Linked DNA regions of Sus scrofa: regions 1, 2 and 4 are each linked to region 3. A link is a contact called in public HiChIP or PLAC-seq and promoter capture Hi-C data. All regions are on one chromosome and are shown on one strand. The core of a region is the stretch at or near the end of the contact, and the rest is flanking DNA. Distances in the headings are between cores, read along the strand shown.

What was found. Promoter capture Hi-C pulls out the DNA fragments that hold promoters and counts their contacts. HiChIP or PLAC-seq counts read pairs in DNA pulled down with a chosen protein or histone mark.
Region 1: a contact with region 3 is called in a promoter capture Hi-C map of fetal liver, with 3 times the contacts expected there. The contact joins the promoter of CDKN2D here to the promoter of LOC100511183 in region 3. A contact is called at or near these places in 2 of 5 promoter capture datasets (fetal liver and liver), 1 of 47 Hi-C or Micro-C datasets (alveolar macrophages) and 1 of 2 datasets of contacts at active chromatin or transcription factors (alveolar macrophages).
Region 2: a contact with region 3 is called in an H3K27ac HiChIP or PLAC-seq map of alveolar macrophages. The contact joins the promoter of KEAP1 here to the promoter of LOC100511183 in region 3. A contact is called at or near these places in 1 of 47 Hi-C or Micro-C datasets (liver) and 1 of 2 datasets of contacts at active chromatin or transcription factors (alveolar macrophages).
Region 4: an H3K27ac HiChIP or PLAC-seq map of alveolar macrophages shows a contact between it and region 3. The contact joins the promoter of SLC44A2 here to the promoter of LOC100511183 in region 3. A contact is called at or near these places in 1 of 47 Hi-C or Micro-C datasets (alveolar macrophages) and 1 of 2 datasets of contacts at active chromatin or transcription factors (alveolar macrophages).

The regions. Positions count from the first base shown.
Region 1 is chr2:69,338,685-69,344,739 of Sscrofa11.1, reverse strand. CDKN2D (cyclin-dependent kinase 4 inhibitor D) reads left to right here and starts at 4,742. Exons shown (of 3, transcript XM_005654859.2): 1 at 4,742-4,902; 2 at 5,175-5,330. The coding sequence starts at 5,190. It overlaps AP1M2 (AP-1 complex subunit mu-2), which reads left to right. Exons shown (of 11, transcript XM_021083790.1): 8 at 1-8; 9 at 855-980; 10 at 1,423-1,498; 11 at 3,028-3,451. The coding sequence ends at 3,050.
Region 2 is chr2:69,287,446-69,293,093 of Sscrofa11.1, reverse strand. It overlaps KEAP1 (kelch-like ECH-associated protein 1), which reads left to right and starts at 3,585. Exons shown (of 6, transcript NM_001114671.1): 1 at 3,585-3,695; 2 at 5,348-5,648. The coding sequence starts at 5,395.
Region 3 is chr2:69,107,598-69,113,893 of Sscrofa11.1, reverse strand. It overlaps LOC100511183 (intercellular adhesion molecule 5), which reads right to left and starts at 2,671. Exons shown (of 11, transcript XM_005654856.3): 1 at 2,222-2,671; 2 at 1,028-1,297; 3 at 514-834; 4 at 2-289. The coding sequence starts at 2,303. ICAM4 (intercellular adhesion molecule 4) reads right to left here and starts at 5,284. Exons shown (of 3, transcript XM_003123246.5): 1 at 4,612-5,284; 2 at 4,188-4,493; 3 at 3,841-4,051. The coding sequence starts at 5,005. The coding sequence ends at 3,933. ICAM1 (intercellular adhesion molecule 1) reads right to left here. Exons shown (of 7, transcript NM_213816.1): 7 at 6,172-6,296.
Region 4 is chr2:69,362,725-69,368,521 of Sscrofa11.1, reverse strand. It overlaps SLC44A2 (choline transporter-like protein 2), which reads right to left and starts at 3,576. Exons shown (of 22, transcript XM_021083792.1): 1 at 3,415-3,576. The coding sequence starts at 3,445.

The sequences.
Region 1 (6,055 bases), core at 3,493-5,992, 230 kb before region 3:
CATTCCCGGTGAGTCCCGGGCACTGTTGGGGTTGGGGGGAAATCCGGGGGCCTGGCCCCTGCTGCTTGTGACTGAGGCAAAGAATAAAGCAGAGCGCCACATGTGCGAAAAGGTGGAAACCAGGCCAGTCTGGTGGTTAAGCTCTCCCATCTCAAGTCTTAAGGAAACCAGCCCTGGGTTCAGATTGCTCACGCTTGGCTCTCTGAGCTAGATGGCCTTGGGAGACCCATTTCCTCTCATGGAACGTCAGTTTGCCCATCTGTGAAAGAGGCAGGATGTTGTTATGGTCCCCGCCCCTTCACCCCACTCCCACCCCAGGTCCTGGGGCTGCTAGAAGATTTGGTCTGTCTCTGTGATCTGGAGAGGTTCCCTGGGGCCTGGAAAATGGGAGGTGATAATTAGAAGGCCTTCCACCTGGAGTTCCCATTGTGGCTCAGTGGATTAAGACCTGACATAGTGTCTGTGAGGATACAGGTTCAATCCGTGGCCTTGCTCAGTTGGTTAAAGATCTGGTGTTGCTGCAACCTATGGTGTAGGTCACGGATGCAGCTCAGATCTGGTGTTGCCCTGGCTGTGGCATGAGTCTCAGCCACAGCTCTGACTCACCTGCTAGCCTGGGAACTTCCATATGCTGCAGGTGTAGCCAAAAAAGTAAAATGAAAAAAAAAAAAAAAGAAGGCCCTTGACCAGCCTTTGCAGTCAGAAGCTTGGCTATGAGTCTCGGGCCAGGAGGCCTTGACTTTCTGGTCTGCAAAATGGGCTGAGAGCCAAGCCTGCCCTGGGGGCTGCTGTGAAGATGTTCTAGGGTATGGAGGGGTCCCCTCAGTGTGTCTGATACCCCCATATGCCCTCAGGGAGGCAAGGAGTACCTGATGCGTGCCCACTTTGGCCTCCCCAGCGTGGAGAAGGAGGAAGTGGAGGGCCGGCCCCCCATCGGGGTCAAGTTTGAGATTCCCTACTTCACTGTCTCCGGGATCCAGGTGAAGGGAGTGGGCAAGGGGGGGGCTCCTCTCCTTGACCTCTGTGGGATCCCTTCTCTCCCATCTCTCGGCTTGGCCTTCCCTGGCCTGAGTCATCTCTCCTTTGCCATCAGCCTTATCTTTTCCTACAACAGTGTTACCTTTTCTGCTCTCAGCCTGGGTCCCTCCCCCTTTCGCTTTGCCCTGTGCCATTCCCTTGTACGGTGCCATCTTTCCCATTGTCCTGGACCACTTCCCCCCTCCCCACCCCACACTGCCCTTGCCACATTTTTGCCCTGAGCCATGTGACGTCATTACTCCCAGCCTATGCGTTCTTTTTTTTTAAATTATGGTTGATGGTCTATGCTCTCTTGTTCCCCCAAGTTATATATATATATATCCCCTTGGTCCCATTGGCTCTCTCCTCCTATAGCCTGAGCCACCTCTTTTCATCTCCTTGCAGGTCCGATATATGAAGATCATCGAGAAGAGTGGTTATCAGGCCCTGCCCTGGGTCCGCTATATTACCCAGAGTGGCGGTAAGGCAGCCTGGCTTCCTGGCATGATGGGGACAAGGAGATGAAGGGGATGGTCTTGGGGCTTTGATACATTCTGTCTCAGAGGGTGCCAGACCTCAAAAGGCTTGGCTACAGGTCTACCCCATCTTTGTCAGTGTGCCACCCTTGGCCTCAGTTTGCCTGTCTTTATTTTATTTTTTGCTTTTTAGGGCCGCACCCGCAGCATATAGAGGTCCCCAGGCTAGGGGTCAAATTAGAGCTACAGTTGCCGGCCTATGCCACAGCCACAGCCACATAGGATCTGAGCTTCATCTGCGACCTACACCACAGCTCATGGCAATGCCAGATCCTTAACCCACTGAGCGAGGCCAGGGATCAAACCCATAACCTAATGGTCCCTAGTCAGATTCATTTCCACTGCGCCACGAGGGGAACTCCTGCCTGTCTTTAAAATGGGGACAGGGAGTTCCCTTGTAGCTTAGTGGGTTAAGTATCCAGTGTTATCATTGCTGTGGCTCTGGTTATAGTTGTGACGCAAGTTCAATCCCTGGCCTAGGAACTTCTGCATGCCACAGGCATGGCCAAAAAAATTTTTTTTTTTTTTTTTTGTCTTTTGTCTTTTTGTTGTTGTTGTTGCTATTTCTTGGGCCGCTCCCATGGCATATGGAGGTTCCCAGGCTAGGGGTTGAATCGGAGCTGTAGCCACCGGCCTACGCCAGAGCCACAGCAACGCGGGATCCGAGCCACGTCTGCAACCTACACCACAGCTCACGGCAACGCCAGATCCTTAACCCACTGAGCGAGGGCAGGGACCGAACCCGCAACCTCATGGTTCCTAGTCGGATTCGTTAACCACTGCGCCACGACGGGAACTCCAACCAAAAAAATTTTTAAAAAATGGGTTAAGGGTCCAGCATTGTTGCTGCAGCTGTGGCTTAGGTCACAACTGTGGCTCAGACCTGATCCCTAGCCTGGGAACTCCATATGCCGCTGGGCAGCCAAAAAAGAAAAAAAAAAAAAAAAAACGGGGCGGGGGATTTGCCATTTCTAGGGTTGTGATGATAGGTTTTGGATGAGGAGCTGAACACATAGCAGTGCCATGTACTGCCTGGAAACAGGCTTGTTGCTGTGGTTACTGTCCCTGTCCCTTTTTTTTTTTTAGGACTGTACTGAGGCGTATAGAGGTTCCCGGGCTAGGGGTCAGATTGGAGCTGTAGCTGCCAGCCTACACCACAGCCACAGCAACTCATGATCTGAGCCACATCTGTGACCTACACCCCAGCTCATGGCAATGCCGGATCCTTAACCCAATGAGCGAGGCCAGGGATTGAACCTGCATCCTCATGTATCCTAGTTGGGTTCATTACTGCTAAGCCATGATGGGAACTCCTGGTTACTGTTCCTGTGTTTGAGCCCATCCTTAGCCTTGTTAAATATGCAGCTAATCATGAATAGTGGGGAAGGGGATGGATTTCAGGATGGGTGGGGGGCTGTCTTTCTGCCTTCTTTCCCTAGTTCTGAGATGGTCCCCACTCATTGTTTCCCTGCAGATTATCAACTTCGTACCAGTTAGAAGGGAGAAGAGGTGGGGGCTTGACCATGGGCCACCCTCTCCCCAGGCCCCCGACTGAAGACTCTATAGAGAGAGGGAGGCACGATGGCGTGCATGTCTGTGTGTGAGGGCAGCGTCTGAATTGGCAGTTTCCTGCTCTCAGCACCAGGATCGCTCCCAGCCTTTTCTTTTACACATAGGCTGGGCGGGGTGGTTTCCCTGTCTCCAGGCTCCTGCCCCTCCCCACCTCCAATTTTATATGAAGAAATAGAAGAGGGGCTTGAAGTCCCCCTCGTGAGTGCCTTCTTGCAGTGACCTGCCTTAGGAGGTGGGGGGAGGGTGCCCCTCCTCCACAGTTGCTGAGCCCAGAGGCCCTGCTGACCCATTCTGAGTTTTAGGATGGCATTAAAAAAATTAATCTAGCTGCTGTGTATGTGCTTTTTGGCTGGGGGCTGGGGATGCCAGCCATGTACCTGAAGTGCTGGGATAAGAGTAGGTAACACATATCCATTTCTCAGCCCCGGTCATTGCTCATCTAGGCCCTCTCTGTTGCCTCCGTCCACTTTGGTCCCCTGGCTCAGGGCTCCCCTCCCCGACGAGAGCCAGTTCCCCTCATCGCCGCCAGAGGGCACCTGTTAACTCCTAAATCAGATCGTGGGTCCTGTGCGCAGAACCCTCCCAGGGTTCCATTCTTTTTAAAAAGTAAAAGTCAAGTGCTTACCGCAGCCCACAAGACCAAAGTGCATTATCCCTCCCTCCCACTCTCTCCCTCTATACCTCACTCTTCCTGTACTTACTGGGCACTCTCTCACCTCAGGGCCTTCGCATCTGTAGCGCCTCCACCTGGCGTATTTTTCCCCAGAAATCCACATGGCTTTTTCCCTTAATTTTCAGGTCAAACCAAATGTTACCTCCTCAGGGTGGCCCTTTCTGACCTCTCAATTTCAAAGGCCTTCCTTTCCCAAAAAAGGAATTACTTAATGCCGTTTTATCAGTATACTCTGAAAATATTTAATTTTCGATTTATCCAGCCCTAAACGGTCGGCGTCCTGAAGCAGGAAGTACTCGGCTTGCTCTCCACTTCGGCACCTATTATACAGTAGGTGCTCAGTAAATGTTTGAAGGCCTCTATTGAGAGCCTCCGACCGCGACTTTTGCCTCGCTCCTCATCCACGTTGCAGCTGTAGCGTGAAATTTCCTCCACGCCCTTGAACTTGAATGCGATTCCTTCCTCATCCATTCCATTTCCACGTTGTTTTCTTCACGCTGCTTACCGCTAAATTTATGTGCTTGAATGTACGCTCCCCAACGCGAGGAAGGGTTCCTGCACAGAGTAAATTAATTAAATAAAGCGCTCAGCGTACAATAAGAGCTAATAAATACTTAATCTTGTAATTGAACGGGAGAATCCCGAACTGGGCGGCCCCAGCCCTGCTTTCCTTCCCCCGAAGGTGCCGAGGCCCTGGAGCAGCCCGCGCTACCCTACCCTGACCTTTAATCCCCCGGGTCAGTTAAACAGGCCCTCTTTCCCGCCCGCCCGGCGCGTTTGAAAAACTGAAAACCCCGCCATTGCCGGCGGTTCACCGGTCGCCGAAGCTCGCCCAATCAGCAACGGCTCCGCCCCCTCTGGAGCGCAAAGCCCCCCTGACGACGCGTGGCCATTGGCTGTGCTGGCCGCGAGGGCGGGACACTACAGGGTCGCGAGCCGGGCAATGCTGCTGGGCTACAACGTAGCAAGTTCATAAGAAAACAAATCCGCGGCGCTCGGGGGCGGGGCCCCGAGCGTGGTGGCTCCGCCCCCTGGCGGCCGGCTCGGCTACTGCGGCCGCGGAGTCGGTTCAGAACAGACCCCGCCCGTCGAGGAGGAGGGAGGGTGAGTTGGGGGAGACCCGGCCCCTAAGGGGCGGGCGCCGGCAGGCCCCTGTGGGCAGCGGAGGGTTGGGCCGGGCTCTCAACCCCTCGCTACCCACCGGCTGACAGGGGGAGGAGCCAGCTGGGAGGGCGGGGGTCGCGTCGGAGCCCCGGACTAGCGAGTGGGACCGGGATCCTAGCGCAGGCCGGGGACGCGACTGGAAGGCTGTTAGGGCCATCGCCGCTGGGCTCCCCCGCACTGACCGCACCGGGGTGGGGCGAGGGGCTTCGCAGGCCGCCAGTATCGATATGCTGCTAGAGGAGGTCTGCGCCGGCGACCGGCTGAGCGGAGCGGCGGCCCGGGGCGACGTGCAGGAGGTGCGCCGCCTTCTGCACCGCGAACTGGTGCACCCCGACGTCCTGAACCGCTTTGGCAAGACGGCGCTGCAGGTGAGGCCCGGCCGGCCCCGCAGCGAGGGCGAGGCGGGGAGTGGGCCGAGGACCGAGACCCCAGACCCCTTCCCTCTCGTCTCCTGTCCCCGGTGGCCAACTGGGGTCTGTTCCTTCATCTCTGGGCTGACTTTGCTCCCTGATGTCCCCTTTCTTAGGTGGGTGGTGGATGGGGTTAGGTTGGGGGAGGGGAAGGCTTTCCATCTTTGGAGAATTCCTTGTTCTCTGATTGCGGAGGATTCAGTTTCCCAGGAGAAGTTCTTATTCCTTGGGTAAGGGTTCAGCTTCTTTGAATCCCGGTTTCATGGGGACAGCTTCGGTTTCTTGGAGCTTCCATGGAGGATCCGATCTCTGGAAGGAGGGATTCATGTTTCCAGGGCGTCCCCATCATCTGGGGTGGGGGAGGTAGTTTCTCTGAGAGGTATCCAGCTTCGGGTGGGGGTGTCTCCCTGAGGTCTCCATTCCCTGGGGATTTTCATATTGGTATATTATGGGGGAGGATCCCAATAAGGGAGTACATGGGAATCCCTATTCCCTTGGCATTTACAAAATAGGAATCCCATTTTTTGAAGGGGTCAGGTACCTTGTGGAGCATCCCCATTATTTGGGAGGGGGACATTCCTTGGAGAAGGAGTTTCAAATTCCCTGGGCCTCTCCTTTCCCTTGATGGGGGTGTTCTCATCCTCTGCGGGTCTGTTTCCTGGTGGGGGTTTCATATTTCCTGA
Region 2 (5,648 bases), core at 2,336-4,835, 180 kb before region 3:
GGGGTGCGGTCTTCGGGCTCAGGTTGCGGCGCGCCACCTGCCGGGAAACAGCGAAACTGCAGGCACCCGCAAAGATGGCTGTGTGTTTCGGGGCCACTGACCCAGCCTGTCATGCTGAGTCCCCGTGGGCCACACGCAGGCCGTCTCTGCAGGCAGCACGCACGGGGAACCAACCTACTTCCTGGAACACAAACACACTCAAACCTAGGGTCACATCCCAGAACTGAACCCAGTTTCCCACCTGGCCTGGTTCCCCTATTCCCAGGGTCCTGTAAACTTCCAGAGCAACCTGAGACACTTACCCCACTGTTCACTTGTTTGCTGGTGTGACAGCAGATTTATTCACTTGCTCACATTTTACAAAATTCAAAAAGCACCAATACCCCCTCTTCGATGCATGCACTGTTGGGATGCATGCACTTCCAGAGCTATTCTGTGGATAAATGAGCTGAAATGGAAATACATTTTCTCTCTTTTTACACAACTTTAGCATCTCTCTCCACTTTGTTCACTCAGTAGTATATCTGGGAAATTGTTGCACTTTTAGATTTTATGCTGTGTTCATCAGCTCTGGCTGTCATGACAAGCACCATAGCCTAGGTGGCTTAAACAACCAAAATTTATTTCTCACAGTTCTAGAGGCTCAAAGTCCAAGACCAAGGTGTCAGCAGGTTTGGGTTCTGATGAGAGCTCTCTTCCTGGCTTATAGACAGCTGCTCTCTCGGCCTGTGTTCTCACATGGTAGAGGGAGAGTAAGAGCAATTTCTCTGGTTTCTCTTCTTAAAAGAACACTAATGCCATCATGAGGGCCCCACCCTCACAACCTCATCTAAACCTGATTATCTCCCCAAATCTCCATCTCCAGATACCATCACACTGGGGATTAGGGCTTCAATATATGAGTGGTGGGGGAAGGGGGCACGATTCAGCCTACAGCACTTTTTTTTTCTTTTTAGGGCCACATGTGAGGCATGTGGAAGTTCCCAGGCTAGGGGTCATCAGAGCTGCAGCTGCCAGCCTATGCCACAGCCACAGCAACTTGGGACCCAAGCCACATCTTTGAACTACACCACAGCTCATGGCAATTCGGGATCCTTAAACCAATGATCGAGGCCAGGAATCGAACCCACATCTTAATGGATACTAGTTAGGTTCTTAACTCAATAAGCTACAACAGGAATTTCACAGCACTTACCACCCCTCCACGTTAAAAAAACAAACAAACAAGGTAAACATTTATACAGCAAATGTCCTGCTTCTATTCACTGGCTGCCATGGTATTTCACAACGTAGACGTCCCACCACTTATTACACTAAGGCCCTAGGGACACCTGTGTTGAGTCCAACACTTTGCCTTTATACACAGTGTTGCAATAAACATCTGTGTACATACATCCTCCTGCACATATGCAAGGGTACCTTGGATAAATATCTACACGTGGCACCCGCTGGATCACAGGCCTTGTAGGTATTATTTTGAGAGATAAGAAAGTTTCCTTTGCGCGTTGAGGAAGGTATTCAGCAGCTTTGTTACCGCGCCCTCTCTGGAGCTATCCAGAAGCGCATCTTCACACAATAGGAGGGGAAGGAAGGGCGTGGAATTAATCCCAGACCCAGACCAGGGACCTTGAATCTTACAGGTTTACCTGGAGATGAGCAGAATCCTTTTTTTTTGGGGGGGGGTCGTCTTTGTCTTTTTAGGGTCGCACCAGCGGTATGTCGGCATAGGGAGGTTCCCAGGCTAGGTGTCTAATCGGAGCTATAGCTGCCAGCCTACAGCACAGCCAGAGCCATGCCAAATCCAGGCCGCGTCTGCGACCTACACCACAGCTCACCGCAACGCCGGCTAGAGATCGAACCCACAACCTCATGGTTCCTAGTTGGATTCGTTTGCGCTGCGCCACGATGGGAACTCGGAATCCTTTCTTAGATCAATATCTGTACCGCCTAGCGTTTCCCTGTATTCACTTAGTTTTCTGTTTTCTTTTTCTTTCTTTCTTTCTTTCTCTTTCTTTCCTTTTTCTTTTTCTTTCTTTCTTTCTTTTCTTTCTTTCCTTCTTTCTTTCTTTCTTTCTTTCTTTCTTCTCTCTCTCTTTCTCTCTCTCTCTTCCTTCCTTCCTTTCTTTTTTCGCTTTTTAGGGCCGCACCCATGGCATATGGGGGTTCCCAGGCTACAGGTGGAATTGGAGCTGTAGCCGCTGGCCTACACCACAGCCACAGCAATGTCAGATCTGAGTGGCATCTGTGACCTACACCACAGCTCAAGACAACCCAGGATCTGCAACCCACTGACCAAGGCCAGGGATCGAACCTGCGTCCTCATGGGTGCTAGTCAGATTCGGTTCCGCTGAGCCAGGACAGGAACTTCTCACTTAAGTTTTCATATAGATGTACTCTTAAAAAAATTTTTAATGCATTTATTGAAGTTACCTTTATATCACAGACAGCATAAGTGGTAAATCAGTATCACTTGCCATGAAGAATAAAAATCCATATTTTATTGGGCGCAAGTGTTCTTATTTAGTATTCCAGATAACCTAGCAGGTAGGTGCTTTTATTGTTAACATTCTTATAGCGAGGAAACTGAAGCCTGGAGAGGTTAATTAAGCTACAGGCCCACCCGCACAGAGCTAGAGTGGCAGAGCTGGAGTTCGTATCTCTTCCCGAGAGCTTCACGCTCTTTCAGATTGGCGATAACTAAAAAATAAAGACAATGAAAATTCAAGTGGGTAGACAATTCTAACTGGATCCTGCGCTGCCTTAATGTGAGGCCCGCGCCCTGTGAAGTTAAAGGGACAAAGAAGAGCAGGTCGTGGACAGCAGACACGCACAGAAATCGACAAAACTAGGCGGATGGAGGGGACTGCGAGGGGGGTACCGGCCAGATAGGCTTCGCGGTGATCCCTCGCCCGATGCCCAGCTCTATGCCCACGGGCGCCGAGGCACCTGCGGGAAGGGCGGGGAATCGAGACTCCTTCCCCGCCGCGCCCTCTCCGCCCTCTCCCCGCCTCCTTCCCGGGCGTCCTGAGGCTGCCCCCCCACTCGACGGCCGCGACCCCGAAGGCTGAGCCACCCCAGAACCAAGGCCCCCCCGCGACGGCGGAAGCGCCCGCGGGCCTCTCACAAGGAAAATTAGTCGAGAGCCGCCCCCGGCCGGGCCGAGGCCCTTAGGGCTTCCCGGAAGCTCGGTGAGCGGGTGGCACCACGGTGCCCCAGAGCCGCCGCGGAGCCCAGGCTTCCCCACCTCGTAGGGAGAGCGGCAGAGGCTACGCGACGACCCAGGTGAGCGCGGCGGCAGGTCGGCGGTGGTGAGGGATGCCCACTGATCCCTGGTGCGGGGACGGGCTGGGCCTCGAACCTGGGGCTCTGATTCTCTGCGGCTCCTACCACGAGTTTGGGAGCGCCGAGCGCTGCGGTCATTGGCCCCGTCGCAAAGACCGCTGTGGTCGCCGCGCTGAGGCTGCGCAGCTGGGCGACAGCTAGCGTGGGCGGGGTGGGGTGGGGAGCGGCCCCTCCGCTGTCCCCGCCGCTCGAGGAGGCCGGGGGCCGCCGGGACTTTTATTCTGACACGGCCGGCGCCCGGCTCTGCTTAGTCATGGTGACCTGCGCGCGTTCCGCACCTCCCCCCTGCACGCTGCGATGGAGGCGCCTGGGCCTGGGCGACGGAGGCGGAGCCCGAGAGCGGCCATGGCGGGGTGAGTGAGGCGGCCTGCGCCCGGGCGGCGGGTACCGTGGGCCGTGAGTGCCCTGCGGCCGTGCCTGGGGGCCGGAGAACTGCGCGTTGCGGGCCGGTCGCCTCGGGGTTCCCGCGGCTCCGCGGAGGCCAGAAGGGTGCGGTTCGAGTCGGAGCCTTTTGTTGGACGGCGCAACTCGCGGGGTGGCCCGAGAGCGACGCAAACCGAGCCAAGGGCCCAGGGAGCGCCGCTCCGACCAAGGCCGGGGGATTCCGGGACGTTGGGGGGCTTGGTCTTCGCCCTGGGGCTGGCAGTGGAGAGGCGGCGGCGGGGTCACTTCCTCCCTTTTCCAGGCCTTGGCAGCTCAGGCAGGACATGCGCAGTCTCCCACTTACCGCTTCATGGGGGTGGCGGGGGAGTGCCCAGGGCCCAGGGGGCACCGTTGGCCGATTGGCCCATGACCAAGAGGCCGGCCTGGGCCTCAGCTGGGGAGAGGCGGCCATGGCCCGGTGGAGGAGGGTGATCTGGCAGGCACACTGGAGTGGGCAGTCAGCCAGCCATAGCTCATTGACCCCTGCACGGTGCCAGATCCCAGGCAGAGAGGCACAGGAGAGGATGGGCACAGCCCTGACCTACACAGGGCTACCTGTCCTCAGAAACCTGGGGGCTCAGGGCCAGACGGATGGGCCATCCTTCAAGGAGGAAGCAAAGGAGCTCATTTCAATTCTTGACAAGTGCTGTGATGGAAATAAAGCAGGGAGGAGGTGACTGAGTTGAGCCCAGGGAAAGATGAGTTAGAGAAACTTGGGGAGCCTCTTGCAGATTCCCTCCTCCCTGAAGGACTTTTCAAAACACAGCTCCTGCCCTGGCTGTCGAGTCTCCACAGGTTTCTTGGAAACCCTTCAATAGTCATTATGCTCATTATACTCCTTACCGATTTTTCAGATTGCCTGTCATTCTGCCTCTGAGCCTTTGCACTTGCTCTCTCTCTGCCTAGAAAACTCTCATCCCACCCCCACCTCCTTCATATGTTCACCCCTCTTGTCTCAGCACCAACAGAGGCCTGGAATACCTGAGTTAAAGTAACTGCCCTCAAGTCACACTATCACAATGTGCTGTCATTTCCTTCAAAGCCTCAATTTTTGCTCAAGTCTTGCTTATTTTACTTATGGCTCCTCCATTCCCAAGTGTCAGCTCTAAGGGAGCACAGTGTATGTCAGTCTTACTCACTGCTGTGTCCCTGGTGTCTAGAACTGTGCCTGGTAGTGGTCCACAGTAGATGCTCAATAAATGTTGGTGAGGTGAATGAAGGAAGGAGATGGATATGCCCTAGGAAGGGAAGGACCATCAGATAACTGGAACAGAATGAGCAAAGGGGACAGGTGGACAGGAGCTGATTGTGAAGGGCTTTGCCAGCCATTGAAGAGTTTGGTTTTACTCTGTGCCACAGGGCTTGGCGGGGGGCAGTGTGGGGGGGATTCTGGCAGGGGAGGGACATCATCTGACCTATGATATAAGGTGGACCCTTGGGCTGGTGAGGCCATTGGGCAGTTAGCACAGATGGACACTGCTTCACCTGGGCTTGGGAAGGAAAACTGGTCTAGGAGTTGCTTTATTTTAGAAAAGGCTTGGCCCCAGGCCCTGCCCGCAGCCCTGTGCTCTCCCTCCTCCAGGCCTCTGAGTGCCAGTGGTGGTGTTGTCCCTTGTCATCTGGAACCCCATGCAACCGGAACCCAGGCCTAGTGGGGCTGGGGCACACACCCAATTTCTGCCCCTGAGGTCACAGCGCCCCGAAGGGGCAGGGGACACGGTGATGTACGCCTCCACGGAGTGCAAGGCTGAGGTGACCCCCTCGCAGCACGGCAACCGCACCTTTAGCTACACGCTGGAGGACCACACCAAGCAAGCCTTTGGCATCATGAATGAACTGCGGCTCAGCCAACAGCTATGCGATGTTACGCTGCAGGTCAAGTA
Region 3 (6,296 bases), core at 1,422-3,921:
CTGTAGACAGTCACGTTCTCCCGAGTCTCTCGGCTCTCGCCCCCCAGGGTCACGTTGCAGACCAGCTGCCTGGCGCCTTCCTGCTCTGCGCTAGCTGTGGCTGTGGCAGTGGCCATGAAAGCGTCCCCCTCGAGCGTGATATCGGGACTCAGTCTCTGGTCCCCCAGCGCCAGATAGACCCCAGCCTCCGAGGCTGGAAACAGCCCATCCATAGCGCAGCTCACGAGTCTTCCTGAGCCCACTTCCAAGAGTCGGGGGGCAGCGAGGAGCGGGGGGTCCGGAGGCAGGGCTGGGAGTAGAATAACAGAGCTTGAACTTATGTGTTGAAAGTTCAGTATGTTCTAAGTGCTTTACATGCACTATTTTATGGTATTATCCTAAAGGCACAGAGAGGAAAATAACTTTCAGCTGGTGGGTGTTGGAGTAAGAATTAGAGTTCAGATTTCTCTGCCTCCGAACTTCTTAAACACCGGCCCGACCCCTCTTGGTCCCCTTCTCCTCACATCCACTCACCGAAGGTTCGGAGCTCTCTGGTGGCTGAGCTGTTTTCAAATAGCCCCAGACCATGTGGCCGAAGGTCCAGCTCTGCGCGGCACGAGAAATTGGCCCCATGGTCCTCCCTCCGCGCTAGTACCGTGGCTGTGAGCACCGCGCCCCGCGCTCGGGGTGGCTCCCCGGCGAAGCTGCGGCGGATCAGCTCCTGGGCGCCCCGCAGCAGGGTCAATGTGAGACTCCCACGAGGCCCAGCACCAGGGACCCTACAGCTCAGGGTAAAGTTCTCGCCCACTGGCTGCCAGGCAGGCAGCGGCACCAGCTCTACACGGTCGGGCCGTTCTGCAAGGGGGGAACCGTGGCTGTTGGAAACACCAGGGCTCCTCGGAATGTGGCTTGGAACCCAGGGACAAAGAGGGGGAGGGCGTGCAGACTCAGAAAGAGAGCCAAAGGAGGGAACCCCGTGACCCAGGGGGCGGGGCCTGGAAGGGAGGGAAAGTAGTGGAGTAAGAGAGCATGGCCGCTGAGAACTCACGAAAAGTGCGAATGAGCCCACGCGCCTGCAGAGTGCGCCGCGCGCAGCGGAAGAAGCAGACGGGCTGGGTCTCCGGCTCGCGGATATCCACCAGCTGCCGCGCCAGCCAGCGCAAACCCCTCTGGGTCCCATTCCTGCGAAGCGAGGTCTCCAGGCCACCGCGCTCTGGTCGTGGGCAGTTGGTGCTGCAATTCAGCCACAGCGATCCCCCGCGTTCCACGAGCGCCACGCGGGGCTGCAGGTCCGCCCAGAAAGGCTCCTGTGCTACCGCTGCCCAGAGAAACGCGAGCTCAGCCTGAGAGCCACCTCCCTGAGATCTAAGTGCCCCTATGCCAAGTCAGGGATTCCCGAGGAATGAGTAGAGGCCACAATCAGGAAAAAAAAACTCAGGATTCCCGAGTCCTGCCCAGGCCTGAGGTTTACAAGCACGCTCCCACCGTCCAAACCTCGAGGGTGCCTCTGGTACACGGCAGCAAAGAGCCCTACTCTCAAAGGTGCTGAAGGAGCGATGAGGAAGCATGGGGGAGGGTAGAGATGAGAGGAAAAACGGGGTCTTCAATGCACACAGCAATGTTGGAAGGAGGGGACCCCGGGTTGGGGAAAGGAAACCAACTTGTTCTCAGGGTTCTCGGCCAGGAGAGGGGGAAACTCTGGTTGAAGCAGGGCCAAAAGAGAGATGAGGGTGAGTCAAGGATAAAGAAGGATTCCAAACCCGGGTGAAGAGTAAAGAAAGAGGACATGGGGCTGGGCTCGTGGAAGGAACCGCGGGAACAGCTAAAGGACTCGGTTGCCAGGGCTCTGAGTGAGCTGAAACAGCGCCTCTGACTCATGGCAGTTGGTGAGATGGGGTCTTCACGGATTATGAGTGGGTAAGATGCCAGTCCGTGGACCATGGTGCATAGCAGAGCGTGAGGAAGTACCCCAGAGGGGACCAGGGAGATATGGGGTCTCCAGAGCTCGAGGTTGGGTGCAGAAGATCGCCCAGGATCTCGAAGGTAGGGACGAGCGAGGAGCCAGGAAGCTGGATCTCTAGCGTGTGTTGAGGGGAAGAGGGATAGAGAAGGCCCGAGGCTCAAGGTGGGGGCAGAAGCGTGGGAGCGAGGCGAGGGCGGAGCGAGAAGAGGCTAGTGGCCGCTTCGCAGGTCGAGGAACTCCGCCCCCGCCCTGTCCACCCTGAGCCGGACCGGCTCTTACCTGAGAGGCCGAGGAGCCCCAGGCCCAGGACAGCCCAGAGGCCGAGCAGCGCCCGGTGCAGCCCTGGCGAGGGCCCTGGCATCGCCGCCGCGGGGGAAGCGCAGGAGGCGAGGGGAGCGCGAGCGCTGAGCTGGGCTAGAGGACGGCGCGGCGCGGCGGGTGGGGTGTGGAGGAGGCTGAGTTGCGCTCGGGGATTGGTTTAACGTTGGTAACTTGGTTTCCAAGGTGGGGGCGGCAGCAGAGGCGGCAGGGGGGCGGGAGGGCGAGCGTGAGCCAGGCTCCCGGCCTTGGTGAAGGCGTGCTAGCAGGAGCGAGCGACCCCCGGGGTCTACGTGAAGGCCAGCCCCATCGCCCGGAGCCTTCTGGGGGCGGCTGCGCGCTCCCGCGTCATTCTCCGCGGCGACGCGGAGGTGGGTGGGATGCAGGTTTGCCCTTCTCAAACCCCCACCCCACCCCTTGCTTAGATGCTATGATAATGAGCTAGACTCCGAGCTCCGCCTCCGTATTTAGCCCCTCCTACTAGCGCTCCTTGGGGCGGGGATTGATTAGGGGGCTAGAAGAGATTTGAGAAGCTCAGGCTGTGAAGGAGACTGTTATAGGGGAGGAGGTGGGGATGCCTCTTTCACAGATCCTTCCCCTTTTGACCCCTGGGAGCTGAGGGTTACAGCCACGCCCTATTCCCTCTCTGACTCCGCCCCCGCACGCGACAGAAGGGGCGGGGATGAAAGTGACAGCGAGTTGGGAACACGTGTGCGTGCGCGCAGCGTTCTCGGGCATCTAAATTAGGGTCGGCTCTGCTCTGGGTCTGTATTTACCCAGCGTGCAGCGGGCACGTGTCTACGCTGCGTGTGTGAGCAGGAGCTGCCAAAGAGCACCTCAATCCGCTTTCTGCGCGGCGGCTGGGGCCCTGGAACCATGAGGGCCTTGCCAGGCATCCAGTACAGGCCCAGATTCTGTGTCCACGCGAGATCAAGAGACTAACAGTTGACCCCCGCATCTGGGCACCCCCATGTACCCACCAGGCCCAGTGACCATCCCGACGTTGCCAGGAAGCGAGTCTGACACACACACACACACACACACACAACACACACCACCATATGGTTGTTCCTTACCACAGTCACCACATGGTATTTGTTCTGTGTATCCATGTTCCCCCAAAAGTACATATGACCCCACCCATCTGTGCTCTCACCCCCAGAGCTAATGGTGAAATAGGGGGATTAGTTCTCATCCCACTCCTACCTCGAGGAAAATGCAGAGTCTAAAGTGGAAGGGGGAAGGAAACTTAACATCCAATGAGAGCTGCTGCTGGTAGCTCTGGAGCCAATCAGGAGAAGCCATACCAGGAACAAGCCTTCCCACAGCCTAAAGCCTCCCAAGGCCCAGGATTTGCCCTTCTGCTCTGCACTGATAATTCCTGTGGAAGGTTTTTACTACACCGGCTGGGAATGCAGAGGGATTGCAGCTCCGGTTTGGGAGATCAGAGTTAGGAAACCTAAGATGCCCTCAAGGAAAAAAGGAACTTGGAGAAAATGATAGAGGCAAGGCCAAAAAACAAGACCACTTGGTTAGAGGAGGTGCGCTAATGGGGGACCTTTATGCCCAAGGGTAGAAGCTGGCTGAGGAAGACTTTATTGATCCAGGCAAGGTTCCACAAATTGTTCCAGATTCCTTTTTCCTCCAGCTCAGCCAGCATGGACCACTGCCTCTACCTCTGAGACTGTATCAGTAGGTACTTATGCATGCAAAGGATGCCCATGACAAGAAGGATTCCCACAAGGGCTGCGATGGAGGTGAAGGCCAAGGCTTTGGACGCAGGGCTCCAAGCTGGGGGTGGAAGGGGAGAATTAGGAACAGAGCACTTGCAGATGTGAGGACCCACATGGACATGCTTTCGCTTGGCCCGCACCTCTTGGGGTCATAACCCTTCTCTACTCCTCCCAGGATTATAAGGGTGCCTCACCGAAAACTGGCAGCGTCATGGGTGCCGAACTACTGAGGACCACCAGGCCGTCGAGATTGAGGCGGGCGTGGCAGGTAACAGGCTGCCCAAAGTCACCGGGCCTGACGCTTAACGCGTATGTCAGCGTCACGTTGGCCAGATGTAGGCTGGTGAAGCGCTTCAGGCTCTCGGAGTAGATGACCTGGCCCCCGCGCCTCAGAGTCACCACAAGGAAGCCCACCGGGAACACGTGCGTCACATGGCAGCGCAGAGTGTACTCGCCGCCTGCTAAGACCGGAGGCTCCAGGATCACGCTGCGTGGCTGTTCTAAAGCAAGAGGGGGCCGCTAGGCAAGGTCTGAGGGCTCCCCCTAGCGCGACTGTCAACTACCCCCGCTCCATCCCCCTCCCCGCACCCCAGCCCGGCCTAAGCCCCTGTCCCTCACTGTAGGCGGTAATCCTGGCGGTCGCCCCCCGAGTTTCTCCGGCGCAGGTGACGAAGCAGTGCACATCGGAGCTCCAGGCCCTCACATCCAGCAGCTGGTAGGATACCCAACGTGGTCCACTGAGCGTCTCCCCCCGCCGCAGCTCGGTGTGGAGGCTGGAACCCTCTGGTTGCGGGCAGCTGCTGCTGCAGTTGAGCCACACTGAGCCCCCCGGCGGCACGGCCTTGAACTCGGGACTGATGAGCACCCAGAAAAGTGCTGAGGTCTCCGAGGGCGCGGGAGAACTGCCTCCGGGGCCGTGCGACCGCGCACTCCGGCGCCTCCGCGCGCTCCCGCCTCGCGGGGAAGAGGGCGACAGCAAAAGCAGAACCAAGAGGAGGAACAGAGACCCCATGGCAAAAAGCCCGGACTGAGGGGCCCCGCGCCAGGGAGCCAAGGCTGGCTCTGGAGATAAGGAGGCCCGAAGCACCGCCTCTTCAGCCCCACCCGGGCACGTGGGAGAAAGACGGAGTTTCCGAGGGGCCCAGGGGCCTTGGCAGTAAAATCGCCTGCTCCCATGGCTTAAGAATAGGATCCTAGGAGTTCCCGTCGTGGTGCAGTGGTTAACGAATCCGACTAGGAACCATGAGGTTGCAGGTTCGATCCCTGCCCTTGCTCAGTGGGTTAACGATCCGGCGTTGCCGTGAGCCGTGGTGTAGGTTGCAGACGCGGCTGGGATCCCGCAGTTGCTGTGGCTCTGGCGTAGGCCGGTGGCTACAGCTCCGATATGACCCCTAGCCTGGGAACCTCCATATGCCGCGAGAGCGGCCCAAGAAATAGCAAAAAGACCAAAAAAAAAAAAAAAAAAAAAAAAGGGATCCTAGACCCCATCCAAAACCAAACGTTGTATTTTTTTTTTTTTTCTGGAGAGAGGTCTTTAATTTTCAGTCCCAAAAGGCCCTAATATACCCCAGATTTGGATTATAGCTTGAGGGTTGGGCCTTGAACCAGCAGCCTATTCTTGGGACAGGAAGTGGGAGGACAGGCTAGAAAGGACTCCAGCTGGAGGAAACACTTCCCATCAATTCACACAAGGCTGGGAGGATGAAATAGCTTTATTAGTACAAGGGAGAGGATTCCAGAGCCCAGCGGGGTTCTCCTAGGCCTCTCCTCCCCACTGCTTGCAGGACCCTCATCCACGCAGGAATCTGGAGCCTTAGAGTGTTCTGTTTTTGCAATGTCCTACTGAGACAGAAACAAGTAGGACAAGAAAGGGGCACGCGGGGGTTGGGCATAGTTTACTGGGACTCCATGGTTTAGCTATCAAGGAGTGAGCACCCATATTTAGGCATGTCACCAGGTGTTATTGTGAGCACTGGCAGAGATGAATATGGATGGAGAGGTGGCTAACAGAGGTCAGTGCCAGTGCTGGGGCATAAGGGCTCAGTGGATCATCTCCGGGCATGGCACCAGCTAAATCATGTCACCATTGCTAGCCCCTTTCTGGGAGAAAGCAGCTTGGACAATAGGGTAGGAAATTCTAGCGCTACTTGATCTTTTTTGCCAGGCACTCTTTTTTTTTTTTTTTTTTGCCATACTCACAGCATATGGAAATTCCTAGGCCAGGGATCGAACCTAAGCCACAGCTGCAACCTGTGACACAACTGTGGCAATGCCAAATCCTTCACCCACTGCACCACACAAGA
Region 4 (5,797 bases), core at 2,327-4,826, 250 kb before region 3:
CCTAGACTCCACTTGGAAGAAAACACAAGATGTTACACTGATGCACTCCAAGAAGGGAGTATGATTTTGGGAGAGGGAGCAAGAGGGAGATTTTTCTTTTTTGTTTTTTCTTTAGGGCTGTACCTGGGGCATATGAAGTTCCCAGGCTAGGGGTTGAATTGGATCTGCAGGTGCAGCCACAGCAACGCCATAGCCGAGGCACATGTGCAACTTACACCTCAGCTTGTAGCAACATCATATCCTCAACCCACTGTGTCAGGCCGGAAATCGAACCTATGTCCCGGTTCTGTAGAGATGTCACCCATCCCATTGTGCCATAGCAGGAACTCCCCAACAATAATTTTTAAAAAATCAGGAGTTCCCGTCGTGGCGCAGTAGTTAACGAATCCGACTAGGAACCATGAGGTTGCGGGTTCAGTCCCTGCCCTTGCGCAGTGGGTTAACGATCCGGCGTTGCCGTGAGCTGTGGTGTAGGTTGCAGACGTGGCTTGGATCCTGCGTTGCTGTGGCTCTGGCGTAGGCCAGTGGCTACAGCTCCGATTCGACCCCTAGCCTGGGAACCTCCATATGCCATGGGAGCGGCCCAAAGAAATAGCAAAAAGACAAAAAAAAAAAAAAAAAAAAATCAAATGTCAGGGTCCTACTGCTGGCTGAGTTGAACTCTCTAGAGAAGAGGGCCAGGGAATCTACTTTTTTTTTTTTTTCCAGCTGCACCGGTGTCATATGGAAGTTTCCGGGCCAGGGATCAAATGACATAACTGCAGCAACCCCAGATCCCCAACCCACTGCACCCAGTCAGGTACTGAACCCATACCTCAGCAGCAATGGGAGCTGCTGCAGTGACAATGCCAGATCCTTAACCCGAGGTGCCACAGTGGGAACTTCTGGAATCTGCTTTTTAAATAAGCACCATTGCTTTTTTCCCAGTCCTCCACTCCCATCAGTCTATTATATTAGGTTCTAGAATCTTTTTCCATGCTGCTCATGCCAAGGGTGTGCTGGGAAGGATGGCAGTGCTCCTTGTTGACATCCGTTGGGACTGGGGGCCATTTCCTGGTTTCCTCAGAGTTGCCGCCTTCCTCTAGATATTGTGTCTGATAGGGAGGGAGCTTCCTGCCCTGCCCAGTTTACACCAAGACTATGCCCTGACAGAGTGGGCTGCTTCTCTATCAGCTCATGGAAAATCCATGACCCCAGTATCACCAGTTCCAGAGGCCTTCTGAGCAGGTACAGCTCACTAGGCACGTGCAAAACACTTCCCACCAGTCAACAGGCCTGCCTAGCCTTACAGATGAGGATAACAGAGTCTCGGTCACCAACTCGCCCATGGCCACACAGCTTGTATAGTTTCAGAACCAACCAGGATCTGAGCCTACGTCTATTTGCCATCACCCCCTAAATTCATGGGACTGATATAAAGACACTGGGGTACAAGGGAAGGATATGTGAGCCCCTCTTTGTACACTGTCTCCAAAGAAAAGCTCCCCATAATCTGGGAGAGACAGGGCAGGGCCAAGGCCCTAGAATGTTTGGTTCTGATGAGAACGGAGTACTTGCAAACTAAATGAGACTCCTCCCACTTTGAGAATTCAAGCCTCTATCATAGGTGAGGCCAGGCTGCAAGAACCACCTGAAGTCTCCATCTCATACTCTCCGGAGCCTTACAAAGAGAAATGATTAAGCGACTGTGTGGTTTCTTTGCCGTTTCCTCTGCCTGGACCGTATTTCTCTTAAATCTTCCCATGGCTGGCTCAGCCTCCAGCCCTTAGTCCCCTAAAATAATCGCAGATGATTCTCCCCCCCACTACAAACACACACACACACACACACACACACACACACACACACACACACGATGTCCTGTTCATTGACTCACATTTACAGCAAGCTAAAAATTACCTCTTTATTTAAGAATTTTTCCACTTTGTTCACTGCTGTGTTTCCTGTGTCTAGATACTGCCTGCCTGAAGGATGTTTAATACATATTTGTTGGAATGGCCTAGCATGTCTGTTGGGCACACAGGTCCTCTGTCTCCACTGTGGTCCTGGCAGGACCATGGCTGGCTCCCTTTGGCCAAACTCATGGCTGAGTGAATCACACCATTGTCCACTCTGCCCCCCATGCTTGCCTCAGGGAGACTAAAGATCTCTCAGGTGCTGCCCAGAGGCAGGCAGGACCCCAGGCGGAGAATTCCAGATCAGAGACTGCCAGCCACACCCAAGGGGCTCTGGCAGCAGGGCAGCCACAAGGTCTGGGGTTTGGGCCAAAACCAAGAGCCGAGAAGGCCCTTCAGGAGGTTTGGGCTGGCAGCTTCCACCAGAGAGAGAAGAGGCTGGGCTACTGCCAGGTCCGGGCTGGGCAGGAAGAGCCCTGTCTCCCTATCTGTCTCTCTGCAGCCTCTGGAGGCCACAGTCCCTGAGGGGAGGGAGGCATAGCTTGTTTTTCTTGATTATTTTTGAGCTATTTCCGGCCCCTTCCCCAAGGCCCTTCGGTTTCACAGTTTCCAGGAAGTTTCAGTCACATAACAAGAGGTGGCAGGGCACCTTCCTCCCAGGGCCATGCCACGTGGGGGCATGTACCCAGCTCAGCCCTGGGGACCCAAAACGGAGAAGAGAAAGGAGAAACCGAGGACCACTCCTCTCCCCCCACCGTGGGAAGCCGGGGGGGGGGGGGGGGGGGGGGGAGGAAGCACTCTCTGGCTTGAGTGGGGAGGAAGCCTCATCTTTGCCCCACCCACTTGGCCCAGATGCCAAGGCCACCCTAAGGGGTTCGCAGGAGGGGGTTCTTCTCTTCGGACCCCTCAAAACAAGATTGAGCAGCCCAGGCCCCTTACACTGGGAGGGGAAAGTTTCTCAATTGTTTCCTGCTTCCTTCCTGCCCCTTAGCCGGCGGCGCGGTTGTTTCTGCCCTTCCCAGGCGGCGGGTGAGACCAGACGGGCTCCCACCCAGCCTTCCGCGGAGTCTTGCCTCAGTTTCCCCATCTAGCTGGAAGCCCTGGACGACTACTTTTATGGGGTGTGCGCAGAAAAGAAAAGAAATTAGTGGACAAAAGAAACTGGAAGAAGAGGAGGATTTGGGGAGATGGGGGCCCTGGTTCTTTTCCGAGCCTCGGTCGCCGTGCCTCCCCTCCCCCGCTTAGCATCTGAGCCACCCAGATAACGGGACCTCCCCGGGCGGAGCATGCGCCGTGTGTCCCAGCCCATCAGCTCGAGGGGGAGCAGGGGTTCCTGAGAGGGGACGCGGGGCGATCAGGCGGGAGCAAGAGGGTTCGGCGCAGAGCAAGGTGCAAGGCCAGGAAGCAGGTTGGGGCCCCCAGCTGCAGCGTGGGTGTTTAAGATCTCAGATGTCCACCCCCCACTCCCACGGCCCTCCCAACTCAGCAGAGACGGCAGCGGGCCAGAGGCAGCTCCTACCGTAGGCTCCGTCCTTCCGCTCGTCCACCATGGCCGCAGCGGGCGGGGAGGGGAGTCCTAGCCAGTGCGACCCCAGCCCGGGCGGGCGGGAGGCTCCGCGGGCTGCAGCGCCCCGCCCCAGCCGGCCCCACCCCTCCCACCCGCTCAGCCCCTCGCACCCCCTCCAATGGGAGCCCCGAGCGGGAGGGGCGGGATCCGGGGGCGGGGCCTGTCTTGGGAAGGGGGTGGGGCCCCAACCTTTGTTTCCCGACTGAGCTCCTGAGAGACCCTCTTGGTTTGTTTAGTGGGCTAGGAGCAGTCAGCATGCTTTCAATCATCTATCCATCCCTTCATTCGCCAAGCAGATACTGAGCACTGACTGTGTGCCAGTGAACAGAAAAAAAGATACCATTTTTCATTCATCACATTGGCAAGAATTTTAGAGTTTGGTAATATCAAGCGCGGTGAGCTGATGCTGTGGGTCAGAGTGTTTTCTGGCAGAAAGATGAAATCCAAAGTGTGTCTTCTCTGAGCGAGTCCTCTCTGCCATTGGCCCAGGAGAAGCCATCGCAGGCCTGTGTGCCTGGGGAGTATGTGACAAATTGTTACCTGCAGCTTGGATACTTCTTGTGAAAAATGGGGTAGGGGTTTCCGTTGTGGCTCAATGGTTACTAAACTGACTAGTATCCATGAAGATGCAGGTTCCCGGGTTAAGGACCCCGCGTTGCCCTGAGCTGCAGTATAGGTCGCAGATGGGACTCTGATCCTGTGTTGCTGGAGCTGCGGTGTAGTCTGGCAGCTACAGCTCCAATTCAACCCCTAGCCTGGGAACTTCCACATACCTCAGCTGTGGCCCTAAAATAATAATAATAATGCCACAGGTGTAGCCCTAAAAAAAAATGGGGGAGAAGGCATACGTCCACCAACTGAGGGGTGCATACGACACAGTGATATGGTCACAGGAGAGAACACCATACAACTAATAAAAAGAATGAAGTCATCAGGGAAATGCAAAATAAAACTTGATGGTTCACCACTACACACCCACTGGAATAACTAAAACTCAAAAGACTAATGGTACCAAGTGTTGGTGAGGATCTGCAGCAAATAGGGTCTCTGAGCACTGACTGTATGCCAGTGAACAGAAAAAAAGATACCATTTTTCATTCATCACATTGGCAAGAATTTTAGAGTTTGGTAACCTCAAGCACGGTGAGCTGATGCTGTGGCTCAGAATGGGAATGGGTCAGAATGGGTCAGTTGGTGGGAATGTAAAATGGCACAACCACCTGGAAGAAGATCTGGTAGTTTTTTGGGGGGGCAGGGGGCACATGTGCAGCATGCGGAAGTTCCCAGGCCAGAAATGGAACCTGCACCACAGCAGTGACCTGGGCCACTGCAGTGACAATGCCAGATCCTTAACTTGCTATGCCAAAAAGGAACTCCAATAGTTTCTAATCGGGCACCTACCATATGATCCAGACATTCTACTCCTAGGTATTTTATTTACTAAGAAAAATAAAACCAGGGAGTTCCCATTGCGGTGCAGCAGAAACAAATCCAACTAGTATCCATGAGGATATGGGTTAGAGCCCTGGCCTGGCTCAGTGGGTTAAGGATCCAGCGTTACCAAAAGCTTCACTGTAGGTCACTGAATGGGCTTGGACTTAGTGTTGCCATGGCTGTGGCATAGGTCAGCAGCTGCAGCTTCAGTTCAACCCTGGGCTGGGAACTTCCATATGCCATGAGGTGAAAGGAAGAAAGAAAGAGAGAGTGAGAGAAAGTGAAATGAACTACTGGTATGTGCAACAGCATGAATGATAAAAAATAAATAAATAAATAAAAAGCTTTATACCCCAGAAGTTCCTGTCATGGCTCAGCAGTGAATGAACCAGACTAGTATTCATGAGGATGTGGGTTTGATCCCTGGCCTTGTTCAGTGGGTTAAGGATCTGGCATTGCTGTGGGCTGCGTTGTAAGTTGCAGACATGGCTTGGATCCCGTGTAGCTATGCCTGAGGGTAGGCCTGCAGCTGTAGCTCAGATTTGACCCCTAGCCTGGGAACTTCCACATGCCACAGGTGGGGCCCTAAAAAGACCAAAAAACGACAAAAACACACACAAAAACAAAAAAGGCATTATGCCCCAGTGAAAAAGGCCAGACACTTTGGTATGACGTTCTAGGACAGGCATAGCTAATCAACCTAGGGTAACAGAACATGGATTAGTGGCGGCCTTTGCAGTTGATAGTAACTGATGGGGCCATAGCTTAGTTTCCTCAGGAGCCGGAAACACGACTGTGGTTTAACAGGTGGGTTCAGTTTCTCACAGTTACATGACTTCTGCCCTTTCTTAATACACCTTACATTTTGAAAGTGGAAAACATTTCAGCAGTTTAAGAAAGA